Linked DNA regions of Sus scrofa: region 1 is linked to region 2. Evidence: chromatin contacts called from public HiChIP or PLAC-seq data. All regions are on one chromosome and are shown on one strand. The core of a region is the stretch at or near the end of the contact, and the rest is flanking DNA. Distances in the headings are between cores, read along the strand shown.

Region 1 (6,367 bases), core at 1,874-4,373, 460 kb after region 2:
TACCTCACATGTGTCTTTCTTCCCTCTGATTGGTCGACAGTATTTTAAAGAGTACTTCCTGCGGTGGGGGTCAAGGTTTGGTGAGCAAAATCAACAAGATCCTGGCTCTGATGGAGGTTAGGGTCTATCACAGAAAGTGTAAAGACAGAAGAGTAATTTTTTTCTCTTTTCTTTATTGGCACATATTATAATTTGCCTTAAGTAAATAAGAGAATAAATAAGTATTTTTGTTTGGGGGCTTTGTAAGAACAGAATGGCCTCCATTTCAGTTTGGGCGAGCTGATATTGCACTCAGTTTGTCCATGGTTGTAGCAATAAATCTCTCACTTACCAAACCTCTTGCAAAAGTCATTTTATTGATCAGGAGGGCCTGCCTAACAGAAGGTAGATAGATGAATCTGCCCTTATCCTGATTCTTAGACCAAGAAGTCAAAGTTGAGTCCTATGGACTGATGGATAACGCATCCACATGGCTTATCTGTCACCGTATGCCAATGCACTGCCAATGCAATGCCTCCTGAACCCTTGCTAATAAAACAGAATTCAGCATAAATTAAATCCAGGAGAAAGAGATCATCGGTCTGTGTCTTTTGGAATTAAAGCACTTCAAAGTTCAAAAGTGACGACAGCCTATTGCAGCATTGGGTAAATTGCTAACATTTCAGTTAGGTTATTAAAATAACTCCAGTCTTTTATATCGAAGTGATAGAACTCAGTATTCATTTATTCATTCACTCACTCATTTATTCTTTCCCCAAGCACTTTTTAACCTGCCTATGATGGGCCAGACACTGCCGACAGAAACAAAAATAGTATTTGGTCCATAGCTTGAAGCATCTTACAAACTGGAAAGGGAGGAAAACACACAAGCAAAGCGTGAAATTCAGGTGTTAAGTGGGTGGGAACTGAAGCCTGTATAGTGGCCTGATGTGACGTCCAGGGAGGCCTCAGAGGGAAAACCAGGCTGAAACTGTAAGTGTTTTTCAAGGTGGAAGGAGGGGAACACTTGAGAAAGAGGGAGCAGCTTAGCAAGGCTCAGCAAACACTGTGCCTGGGAGATCAGTAGGGAGGGTAGGAGCGAGGAACCCATCAGGAGAAAGAGGCAGGCAGTAAAGAGGGTCCTGGAGCATATGTCTCTTGAAGACTTTCACAAGTTGTTGAAAGGACCTCTTAGAGAGCAGGACGTTTGTGAAAGTCAGTTGATTTTTTCCCCCTCTTTGCAAGAGCGTCAGGCTGTTTGGGTTCTGTTTGGTTTCCACTTGTACAAACTTTCTTCCATATCACACTGCAATCTCACTGCTGTAGTTACAGTATGTTTTTGAGTGTAACCTTTCCAAGAAGGTCAGAAGTGCTATCGCAGGCAGGAAAACTCACACAGTCCAGGAACTTAGTAGTACTGCCGGTCAGAGAGAAAATTCAGCATGGGACTGCTGAGCTGGCAGCATTCCTGGTGCTGAAATCAGTGCGAATTTGTTGAACTTTTTACAAAGAAATATAAAAAACATCAGAAATTACATAACGTGGCTCAGAGAACCATTTGCTCCTTTTGGGGGTGGGCCTCTCCTTTCTGCCCAGCGTGAAGAAATGTGCTCCTCAGAGTCGCACCCAGACTGGGCATCTCACCTTCCCGTGAGCCCTTCTCTCATGGTAGATTTCTCTACGTGAACATGAGCCCCTGTCTTGGTGAGTCAGATACACCTGATGGAGCCAGCCAGGCAGCCACTGCCAATCAGGAGCAGCAGAAACCTCCCCATCTCTTTTGTCTGAATGTGAGCCATGTATTAACAGTTTCTAGTATCTATGTGAGGACACCTCCTTTCAAAGAGACAGGGGAAATTAATGTCAATCATATATTTTATTTAACCCAATGTGTCCAAAAACTGTCATTTCAGGAGGAACTCAAAAGGAGAAATTATTCATGAGCTATCTTATGTGTATATTTTCATACTAAGACTTGGAACTCTAGCATGCATTTTTCTGTTGATAACACATCTTAATTCATGCATCTCAAGGGTTCAAAAACCACATGGAAACAGGAGCTCCTCTATTGGGCAGCTTGGGTCTCAGTTTTTCCTCGGGTCCCATAGGGGAAGCTGAGGGAATGAGCTCCAAAAGATCCTCTTCCTTTGGCTGCCACGCCCCTCCTGTGCTGGGGAGGGGTCCCAGTTGGGGTGAGACTAGAGCAAGGCCACTCTCACGCTGGCTCCTACAGAGCTTGTCTGAGGGCAGCGGGAACCGCCCTCTAAGAAGTGGGAATGTCTTTAAATAGGCAGTTGCCATAGCCTATCAATATTCTCACATATTTCCCATGGATGTTAGAGAGGAAAAGTGTGTGGCCAAAGTAAAAAACGTTCTCTTTTATTTTAGTTTTTAATTTATTTTGGGGGGTCTTTTTAGGGCTGCACCTGTGGTATATGGAGGGTCCCAGGTTATGGGTTGAATCAGAGTGGAAGCTGCCAGCCTACACCACAGCCACAGCAACATGGGATCTGAGCTGTGTTTACAACCTACACCACAGCTCACGGAAATGCCAGGTCATTAACCCACTAAGTGAGGCCAGGGATGGGATCTGTATATTCATGGATAATAATCAGATTCGTCTCTGCTGATCCATGACGGGAACTCTGGCTTTGCTTTCTTTCAAGAATAATTTCAAGTTGGGTATCATAAGAAAACTGCAAACAGAATACGGGTGTTGAGAGAAGATATTCAGAAAAGATCAGACGCTAGCATGTTAGAACTGGAAGGGACGCTCAGGTCGAGCTCACATGATTGGACACTGAGAGGCCCAGATTTCAAGAGGTCAAAAGCTGGGAAGAGATAATGCTGCATCTGAAACTTTGTTCTCCCAAATCCTTATCCTGAGACAGACCTCTTGTGGCCCCATATCATGAGGCCATAGGACATTGGGAAGGAAACATTATTGGAGAACTATGCACTGAATTTTAAGTCTGTGTCTACATATCATAAAGTGGAAACCTAGCCATCATCAGCTAAACTCATCTATGGGAACAAATAAATGAATTGTTAAGAAGAAATTTTTTTCTTTTGAGGGTAGGCGTAGAAGTGGGTATTGGCTTCCTCTTTCATAAGTGTTTGTTTTTATCCTAGTCAATCTACCAAGCAACAGTTACTTTGCTCAATACTGCAGAAGAAGAAAAACAAGAGAGAGAGATATACTAAGGAAGCAAAAGAAGGAACAAGGGCAAATATTTGGATATATGAGGTCAAATAAAATTATCTTGTGAAGATTGGGGTTGAATGACAGCCAGCTGCCCCTCCCACCTGTCTCATTTTGTTGGACTCTGCAATCTGGAGGGTTCCCTTCAACATCAAGAGTCCAGGGGTCTAGGATCTTTTGACCCTTCATTGCCTCCCAGAACTAGGGGGAAAACAGCTCTGGTTCTGAGTTCTGATTTTTAAAGAGAAAAAATGTAAGCAGAGGATTTAATTACCAGCCCTTGAACTGATTTATTTTCGGCAGCAACAACAAAGTCATACAAAGCAGTGACACAAGTCAAGTGATTACTCTTTAAATGTGGGCGATGAAGAGGAGAGAGAGAGAGAGAAGGGGGTGGGGTGGAGAGAGAGAGAAAAGCTCTGACTTCATGTGATGGCTTCAAGCCAGATTGCAAAGAAGGAATCTGTGAAATTCAAGGTCCTGGAGTCTACTATTTCTCTTTGCTATTATTTCTGAAACAAGACCTGGCCAAAATCGATTCAGGTTTACAAAGAATATGACTTTAATTTTCTATATAAAAGTGTCGGGAAGTCTGAGTTAGAAGAGGGGAAAAGACAGACGATGGTCACCCAAGCAGAAATTAAATGAATAAATTAAAAGAGGCAAAGGACATTTATATGACCAAAAACCCAAGTCCTGTGACAAAACCCATCTCCTGGCACAAATTCACAGGGATTATAAAAACACAAGCCAGCAATACAAGTGATGAGGTAATGACTCTCAAGATAAACTCTCCCTGGAGTGTTAGAAAATGAGTGCCAGATCAATCAAACAGCATTAATTTTATTTTGATGCAAATGTATCCTTAAAGCTTAGATTACATTTCATCCTAGAATATGTGATTTTTCATAAAAATTTAATTTTTATGCTTCTTTCTTAAAGTAACTGACATACACTTCTTGAAAAATAGGGAAGTTCTTGGGCAAATCATTTTGCCTAGCAATGATGTTATAGTGACTTTTTTGGTCCCACTGCCAGAATAGGTTTTCCATGAACCATAAATTCAATGTACCTCTAATTCAATCTCTATGAGACATCAAAAGAGTAACAAAGGAATGTGAAGAAGTGAGTTATAACACTTAGATGAGAGTTCCCTGCAAATACTCAAGTGGTTCACGATCTGGTGGGACTATCTTATTGCTCTTAAGCTTTTGGTATTTGATGGGACTTTAGTTTTTATTCTTTGAGAGTTTGCCCTTCCCTCCTGGTTGGCAGAAGCTTTTTCAGAAGTTTTGGGGGCCGCCCTGTGGGCCCGGTAGGCATCTGTCAGGATGGTCTATGGCTGTTTGTATGATAAGGCAGAAGTCCCCTTGACTCTCCCTCTACCAGGTACCTGCCAGTCCATCCTCTGGATGGACAAAGAGAAAAAAATTAGGTCTTGGCATTTCATTCAACCAAATTGTTGAGTGCCTCCTCTGTGACCAGGGCAGGCTAGATGCTTTGCCCACATGCTCTGTGTGGGGAGCTTACATCTGGAGATAAAACAGCTCTATTTCTCATCAATTTGTCTTGGACATATGATAACCTTAGTCCCTCTTAGGTATCAGAATTCATGGGCTGTCTGGTTTGGGCAGAGGTATTGTCTCTTGGTTAAGGCTTATTCTGAATGTCTGCCCCCAAATCAAAATTTATCTTCTTTCTGGCTCATTCTCTCCTGATTTTGCTCTCTAGTGATAAGAGCTAGACTGATCCATGACCTTCAAGACCTGGAAGGAATCTCATAGCTCATACTTTCCAATGTTCTCATCTTCAATAAGGGGGAATGGAGTTCTGAAATGTTCAGTTTGATAAACGTTTAATAAACATCTACCTGGGGCCAGGGAGCAGGCCAGGACCTGGGGTGGCATGTACAAATTAGACAAGATTTCTACCATGGTTTTTCTGCTGGAATAGTGTCACAAAAGGGTGATAAGAATACTCTAAGTGCAAAGACAGAGGTGTGTTCAGGGTATGATCATGCTTATGGAAGGACAGAGGGGAGGGCTTCTTAGAGATGATGTCTAGGTCAAGTTATCCAGGATGAGGTGGAATAAACAAGGTAAGAGTTGGGTGAAGAAAGGTGAAGGGCACTGCAGGGAAGCCACTAGCAAAGTCATGAATAGACTCAGTGTGGTGTGTGTGCGTGTGAGTGTGAACTACAGGGAACTCAGGGTGCTTGGAAGACAGTGTGAGGCCAAGGAAATTGAGGTTGAAAAGCAGGCAGAGGGTCTTACACGCCACTGAGGTGCTTTGGACTTGATCTTGCAGGCAATGGGGTTGGAACTGGAGATAGGAGAGGTCGGAGGCAATGAAGAATTCCAAGCTGAGGCATGATTAGATTTCCATTTTAGCCAGATCACCATGAGAATGCTGTGGAATGGATCTGGAGATAGACTGGAGGCAGGAGGACTAGTGATTCTAGAACCCTGGTCTCTTTCTTCTGAACTCAGGGTTCCACCTACTATACCACATGGCCTCCACAAGCTCAGCTGGAAGCAAATGCCCTGAGAAGGTCCGAAGTGCTTCTCTTGGTTTTCTGGACATCTGCTGTTTTTGCCTGATGGGCATCCATGCCTTTATCTGGTGGTAACGATATTTCGATTTCTTTTTCTGGGAATCATTCCCATCCCAGATGCAATCTGAGCTTCCAAGGGAGACTGACCATTCCCCCAGCTCCAGAGATTGGTACCTGACCCGGATCTAGCTAATGAAGATGTTCTATCGTCCTAGCAAAGTGAATGGTCAGTGAAGAACATGTGACCCAGGCCAGGCCAATGAGACTCAGTACTACCGTGGACTTTTTAGTTATGTGAATCTCCTTTATGGCTTCAGTTTCCTCCCCTTTTGGAAGGTTCCTGACAAATACGTCAAGAAACATTTCTGAATAATTTCTATGTCACTGATGTTATTTTAGGATAGACGCTACGTGGAGTGTCCCAGTGCTATGCCATGGGTGTGAACTTAGATTTGGGGACCATTATCTGATGTATAACTGTTTTCTACTTTTGGCCAATCCTTAAATCCAGCCTTACCCTCCATATCCAAGTGGCAACATAAACTTATTAAAACATTAGTCCCATGAAATTATTGGCTTCCTTGGCAGGTGGGATGGGTGATAAAATGTCCAAAGTTGAGGCTAAGGGCACC
Region 2 (6,463 bases), core at 391-2,890:
TACACATACTGAAATCTCTAGATGAGAGGTCCTGACGTCACTGTGCGTCTCACTTGAGAATTTATCACAAACTGAGATGCACTGGCGGGTGATAGGCAGATGCCTAGAGATGTGAGCTATAAGGCAAACGGAACAGTCTGTTCACACCTGCAGCATGGAGGTGATGGATTTAAGGGCGCTCCCTGTCAGTTCTTTCTCTTCTCCTGTATGTTGGAATATTTTTCAGGAGTTCCCAGTGTGGCTCGGCAGGTTAAGAACCTGACAGAGTGTCCATGAGGATGTGCCTTTGATTCCTGACCTCGCTCCGTGGGTTAAGGATCTGGCGTTGCCACAGCTGTGGCATAGGTCGCAGAGGCGACTCAGATCTGGTGCAGATGTGACTGTGGGGTAGGCCTGCGGCTGCACCTCGACCCCTGGTGCTGGGACTTGCCTATGCTACAGGTGTGGCCTTAAGAAGAAAAAAGGAAGGAGGGAAGGAGGGAAAAAAGGAAAGAGGCAGTTTTTTCAACGTGAATGCTGGGTGGAGAGGGTGTCACTGTCGTTGTGGCTGGCCTGATCCCAGTCCCCAGTCGGTCTGCCCGTCTCCCCAGGAGTTGGAAGTGGACCACGCACTGCCTGTGATGGAGCGGTGAGGACCCTGAGAGGGAGGCGGGGTATAGCTTCCTGAAGACGAATGCATGATCCCCGGGGAGCCAAAGACCAAATGTTCCTTTTCCAAGGCCCCAGGCTTACCCTCGACCCCCATCACTGTGCAGGAAATCCTGTGGGGCCTTGATAAACCTCCTGGCTTTCACGCTGCGTGGAGACGAGGAGGGGCTCCACCTGAGAACTTCGAAGCTCTGTCGAACGAAAGAGTGCTGGCATCTGCCCTCCTGCTTGGCAGACCCCCTTCTGTTCCTTGGAGACTGTCGGGAAATACAGAGTTCCCTTGTGTCAGAGAGCAGGGGATCCCGTTGCAACAGCTTGGGGTGAGGACATCCAAGAGTGAATATTTCCCTGGCCCCTTGCTGCCTGTGCATGGGTCGGCATCAGGCTCATTCCTAGATTTAGGATAGAGCGAGCATTCCAGGGAGTCCCGCTTTGAGACGTCCATCTAGAAATGCATACTCTGACCTCGTCGTCGTGTGAGACAGGAAAAAGTCACCTGTGCCTGTGTCGGATAAACTTGCCTCTTGCCTCCCAAAGGGGCATTGTGGGCCTTGATGAGAGCAGCGTAAATGCCACTGAAGTCTTCCGGAGGATGGGACGGAGGCGCTGGACGTTGAGGGGGTGGTTTTTGTGCAGTGACTCACTCTCTGGCTGCCCTTCCCCTCGGGCAGGGCCCTGCTCTGGCAGCAGGACCTCACGTGCTTCTACCTCAGCATCACGTACAGTGGACCCAAGAATTGCTCATTTGCAGTTTTCCAAAGCACAGAAGAACAAGGCTCCTTCTTCTGCTGATGGAGCTGTGTCACTTTTTCCAAAGACATGGAGGTGGGGGGGGCGGGGGGAAGAGGGTGGAGGGGGCAGGGGTGGGAGCCCAGAAAGACCTCCTCTGTTGAAGATGGCCGTTTTTCTGTCTGAGCGCTGGGGAGGGAGTCTCTCCGCTCCCCCAAGGAAACCCTGCGCGGATGGGCTAGTGGGTTCACACCCTTTTGAACGTTACATCAGCTTGAAGCCGGGAAGTGTTACAGCCAGGAGAGTCCTCGCATTATGAGCTGGCACATCTTACAGGCACGTCGGCGCACACGCCCTCTGTGTCACTGCTGTGCGTGTGACATCGGGAGAGCTTGTGGTCCTTTCCATTGCCTTTAAATTTTCCTGAAACACTTGATGGACTTGAACATTACTTAGATTTTTTTTTTTTTAATTCCCCTCTTTGGCGTCCCGTTTCTGTTGACCTTGGCTGTGACTCTGATCTCGGGTTGAAAGCTAGGGAAGTTGCTTCTAGGGGTTTTCAGAATTTCTGAATATGAAATGCAAGGAAGTTGCATAATGTGGCAGAGTTTCCTCTTCTTGTTGCTTGCATGTTACCCAAAATACAGTAGTTCCTTCTAGAAGCTTAAAGGAATTTGGCAGGTCTCACCCTCGGATGGTCTATTGTGGCCTTGAGAGTCAGTGTTACCCTGATTTGAGGTCAACTTTTTTTTTCTTGAAGTCAAACAACAAAGCTTCCTGAATTATAACTATGGCAACAGTGTTTAGGTAACAGGCAAATCAAAGTCCTGTGGGGGCAGGGAGTAGCCACAACAGAGAGTGGTTTTAACTGTGCCATCGCCGTGCTTGGGCTTAATTCACCAGGCCTGGGGACACGTTCAAGTAATCAGCCTACCTGCTTGCTGGGTGTCTGGGGAACCGACCCTGTCCACGCTCCAGGAGGAGCTGTTTCACCTTTTCCCGAATATTCTTTCCGCTTCATTCGAGATGGCTCACGGCAGGGCAGTGAGTGCCAGCAACACTCCAAGTGGGAAGTGTCGCTGTAAGAATGAGCTGCTCGTCGGGGTCATTATGACCCGATTCTGACCCACGGAGGAACGCTCGGACAGAAGCAGGGCATCCTGGGTCTGAAGCCCCCTGTCCCTCAGTCAGGAGCGCCTCCTCAGACTGAGTGTGTACCCAGCAGGTGTAAGAGGCCGGTGGAGCCCCGCGGAAGCGAGACGCGGAACCGGCCGTCGGGGATTGACGTGGAAATTAGAGATCATGGAGAATGAAAAGCTCTATCCTGAAGTATTAAATTCTATAAAGTAGGCTGCAGAGCAGAGAGGGGGTCTGAGGGAGGTTGCAGCCATTAAGTAAGGTGGGAACTCGGGGACGGGGGGGTAAGGAGAGGAAATGACATCTTGGAGAGCTTTCAGACATGCTGAAGCGCTTTTGAAACCTCCTGGGACTCCCACCAAGTACTATCCCTGAGCACTGCTCTCCCCTAAGCAAACAGGAATGTGCCGGAACCTACTGAAGGCGCCCAGTGGCAAAGGCCATACCCCAGGCGCCCAGGGCCCGCAGCACCCTCCGTCTGGCACCCTTGCCTCAGCCAAGCCCCTTTCCCTTTGTTTGGAATCTGTCCAGCTCTGGTACAGGTGAGAGGACAGGCTCCCAACAATGAAGCCTCAAATGAAGCTGAATGTGTCACCCCCGGATGCCCTGGGCCCTTTTCTGGACGAAACAGGACTTTGTTCTGTGTGCGGGAAGGACAGTCTCTGCCTTAGCGGCCTCTGGGGAGCTCTTAGCTGGCGGTTCTTTTTATCCAGCTCAACTCTGCCTTCCTGGGACTCCACCCTGGCTTTGATCTCCTGCAGACTAGCAGGTCTCCCCCTTCGTCCACGTCCACGTGGCAGCCCTTTGAGTCTTTGAAGACCGACATTGCGGTGTCCTGAAGGCTTCTCTTCTCCAGCCGGAGCTGGGGTTTGGGGACACATGCATCGGGCAGGAGCAAAATGTCTGATGGGTGAGAGCAGAGACAGGATCCAGCAAGAGCGGGGAGAAGGCCAGTGTCAAGGTCAAATGAGAGGGCAGACCCTGACCTTGGGCAGTAGGAAGGGACATGGGTGAGAGGGGCAGGTTCCAGATCCACGGCAGTGCTAGAGCAGGTGGATCTTGGCCCCGGGTGGGTATGTGGGGTAGAAGGAAGGGCACACTCAGGGGTGACGTGAATGCGCTTTCTTCCAGCCTCTGCTTTGCCGCTTCTTTTTCTTTGTTCTTCGCTCTAGAGGGCCCTATGAAGCTTAACTAGGCTTTTCTCTCATGAACTTTTTTTTTTTTTTGTATTTGCCACAACTCTTGGCTGCAAGCAATAGGAACACAATCCTTTACAGGGATGGATATTGTTGGTTCATTCATGGGAAGAGCGGGGGTGACACAGACGCATTTAGGTTAAAGGCTTCAACATGCCATCAGAAGCCCCTCTCCCTGCATATCTGGGCTCCACCTTGGCCTGTTTTCAGGCTCTGCCTTTGCGATGGCAGAGTCAGCCACGGAACCTCTAGGCCTGTATCCTACTGTCCTAGCAAGACGGAAAGGCCTCATCCCCTAGTTGTGATAGAAAGTGTTAAAAGCCAGTCTCGTTGACTGCCTTTGGCCTGGGGCGAATCACATGCACCCTAGGATGCAAAGTCGGGATCCCCCAGGCAAACCTGAAGATGGAATTGGGCTCAGCCTCCCCAGCCCAAGCAGCATGGGCTTGGTGGTAGGGTGGCTCCCAAGGAAACAGGAACATGCATGCCGAGCAGAGGGAGTGGGAGCAGGCGTTCCGAGCCCTTGGCTGCCCCCGTGTTACTGAGGCATCATCCGGGAGGCAAATCTTTGACAGCCAGAGGCACAAAGCAGCAGGCTATGCTGGAACGAATGGAACAGAAAGTGTGTTTTTCTGTCCACCTTCATTGTCTTAGTCATGTTGAGCAGCAGGCAATTATTTCTGTTCACCAGCCTGCTGGCGTGATGGCCAGCAAGGCTTCCAGGGCCCCCAGAGACTGGCCAGTTGGCTTTGGGAGCGCAGTCGTCTGGTCACGTGTGCTGGGCCATTTTCCAGGAGATGGCTTTGTGTTGAGGTGCCTCTGTTGCCTGGAGGGGCCGGGGGAGGGTGTTGCTCAGCACCGTGAGCTGCAGTTACCCCTCTCTGGTGACCCATGGACTCTTAGTGACCTCATGGACTCTTAGCATCGCTTGCTGTCCATGGTCAGGTGTAGAGCTCACATTCCATGGTGAAAATACCCCAGAAAGTAAATGGCTGTGTGAGGGATTTTGGTAGCCTCGCGTTAAGCCGGATAAAGTAAATCTGCTTCATTCTGGCTCATGATTGGAGCTGAATTGCGTATTTCCCTTTTTCTCTAAGGTGGAGATTCCTAGAGAACCTGCCGCTTGTTTGGAAGCATGACACACGCTCACCCAGCAATGACACATCCGGCTTCCTTTTTCTGTCTGGCTGATGCTTCAGTGCGTTGTCCTCATTGCTTCATCATGGGGACTTTTAAAGAAAGTTTTCCATCGCTCTTGTTTCCTCTGCTCACAAAATGTCCATCCAAGTTGATGCGTATTGAGTGGCCTGCTCACTTGCAGTTACTAAACCTCTTTGCATGTAATTCTGCAGGGCAAGAACCAGGCCTTCATGTTTGTTCAGGAGTAAGTCACAGGGAAGAGCCATCAGATATATTTTTATTGGTTTCGCTTTCGAAAGACCTCCCTGAGACAGTAAATGCTGTACCGGGAGCCATGGGGTGGGCGAGCCCGAGGACGCATTGCCAGGTGAGAATTAGAAAAGCAGTAGTGGCCACCTGACATTGTTCCCTGGAGGAAGTCGCCTGGGCTGTGGTGATGAGAGGCATGTTTCTAATGCGAGAAGGAGGAACCAATGCACAGCTCCCAAGCTCTGGCCCTTTGAGTTAAGGCGCATCCTTATCTGCTCCAAGCTCTTCAGATTGGTTTTATCCCCACAGGCTTAAGACTCAAACAGTTCATTCTTTTTTTTTTTCTTTTTTCCTTCATTATGGTTTATTATAGGGTACTGAATATAGTTCCCTGTGCTACATAGTAAGTCCTTGTTGTGTCTCTATGTTATACATAATAGTTTGCATCTGCTAATCCCAAACTCCCATTTTATCCCTCCCCCACCCCCTTTCCCCTTTGGTAACCATAATTCTGTTCTCTATGTCTGTGAGTCTGTTTCTGTTTTATAAATAAGTTCCTTTGGATCGTATTTTAAATTCTACATGTAAGTGACAGCATATGGTGTGTTTCTTTCTCTGACTTGCTTCACTTAGTATGATAACCTTGAGGTCCATCTATGTGGCTGCAAATGGCATTGTTTCATTCTTTTTCCTGGCTGAGTAATATTCCATTGTATTTGCATACCATATCCTTATCTATTCCTCTGTTGATGGAAATTTAGGTCACTTCCATATTTTGGCTATTGTAGATAGTGCTGCTGTGAACCCTGAGGTGCGTGTATCTTTTCAAATGATGGTATTCAGTGATAGTATGTCCAGGAGTGGGATTGCTGGATCATACGGCAACTCTCTTTTTAGTTTTTTAAGGAATCTTCATACTGTTTTCCATGGTGGTTGTACCAGTTTACATTCCCACCATTAATGTAGGAGGGTTCCCTTTTCTCCACACGTCTCCAAAATTTATTGTTTAGAGACTTTTTGGTGATGTCCATTCTGACTGGTGAGAGGCTATACCTCATTTTAGTTTTGATTTGCATTTCTCTAATACTTAGCGATACTGAGCATCTTTTAATGTGCCTGTTGGCCATCTGTATGTTTTCTTTGGAGAAATAGCTATTTAGGTCTTCTGCCCAAGACCTAAAGAGACATTTTTATTGGTTTTTTTAAATATTAAGCTGGATGAGCTATTTTGTATATTTTGAAAATTAAGCCCTCCTCAGTTGCAACTGGGAGTTGGAAATATTTTCTCCGGTCTGTAGGTTGTCCTTCTGTTTTGTTTATGGTTTTCTTTGCTATGCAAAAGCGTCTAAGTTTGATTAGGTCCC

What was found. HiChIP or PLAC-seq counts read pairs in DNA pulled down with a chosen protein or histone mark.
Region 1: an H3K27ac HiChIP or PLAC-seq map of alveolar macrophages shows a contact between it and region 2. The contact joins two enhancer-like sites. A contact is called at or near these places in 1 of 47 Hi-C or Micro-C datasets (skeletal muscle) and 1 of 2 datasets of contacts at active chromatin or transcription factors (alveolar macrophages).

What each region holds. Positions count from the first base shown.
Region 1 is chr2:145,016,623-145,022,989 of Sscrofa11.1, forward strand. No RefSeq gene overlaps it. Among named protein-coding and RNA genes, the nearest start is that of NR3C1, 90 kb to the left of the region's middle. Within about 2 kb of position 3,124, at least 3 of the 83 cell types and tissues checked have an H3K27ac peak or open chromatin away from gene starts, as enhancers often do. A contact at or near this core is called in alveolar macrophages, where this site is marked.
Region 2 is chr2:144,554,866-144,561,328 of Sscrofa11.1, forward strand. The region is part of intron 11 of ARHGAP26 (rho GTPase-activating protein 26); the gene reads left to right. Among named protein-coding and RNA genes, the nearest start is that of ARHGAP26, 260 kb to the left of the region's middle. Within about 2 kb of position 1,641, at least 28 of the 83 cell types and tissues checked have an H3K27ac peak or open chromatin away from gene starts, as enhancers often do. A contact at or near this core is called in alveolar macrophages, where this site is marked.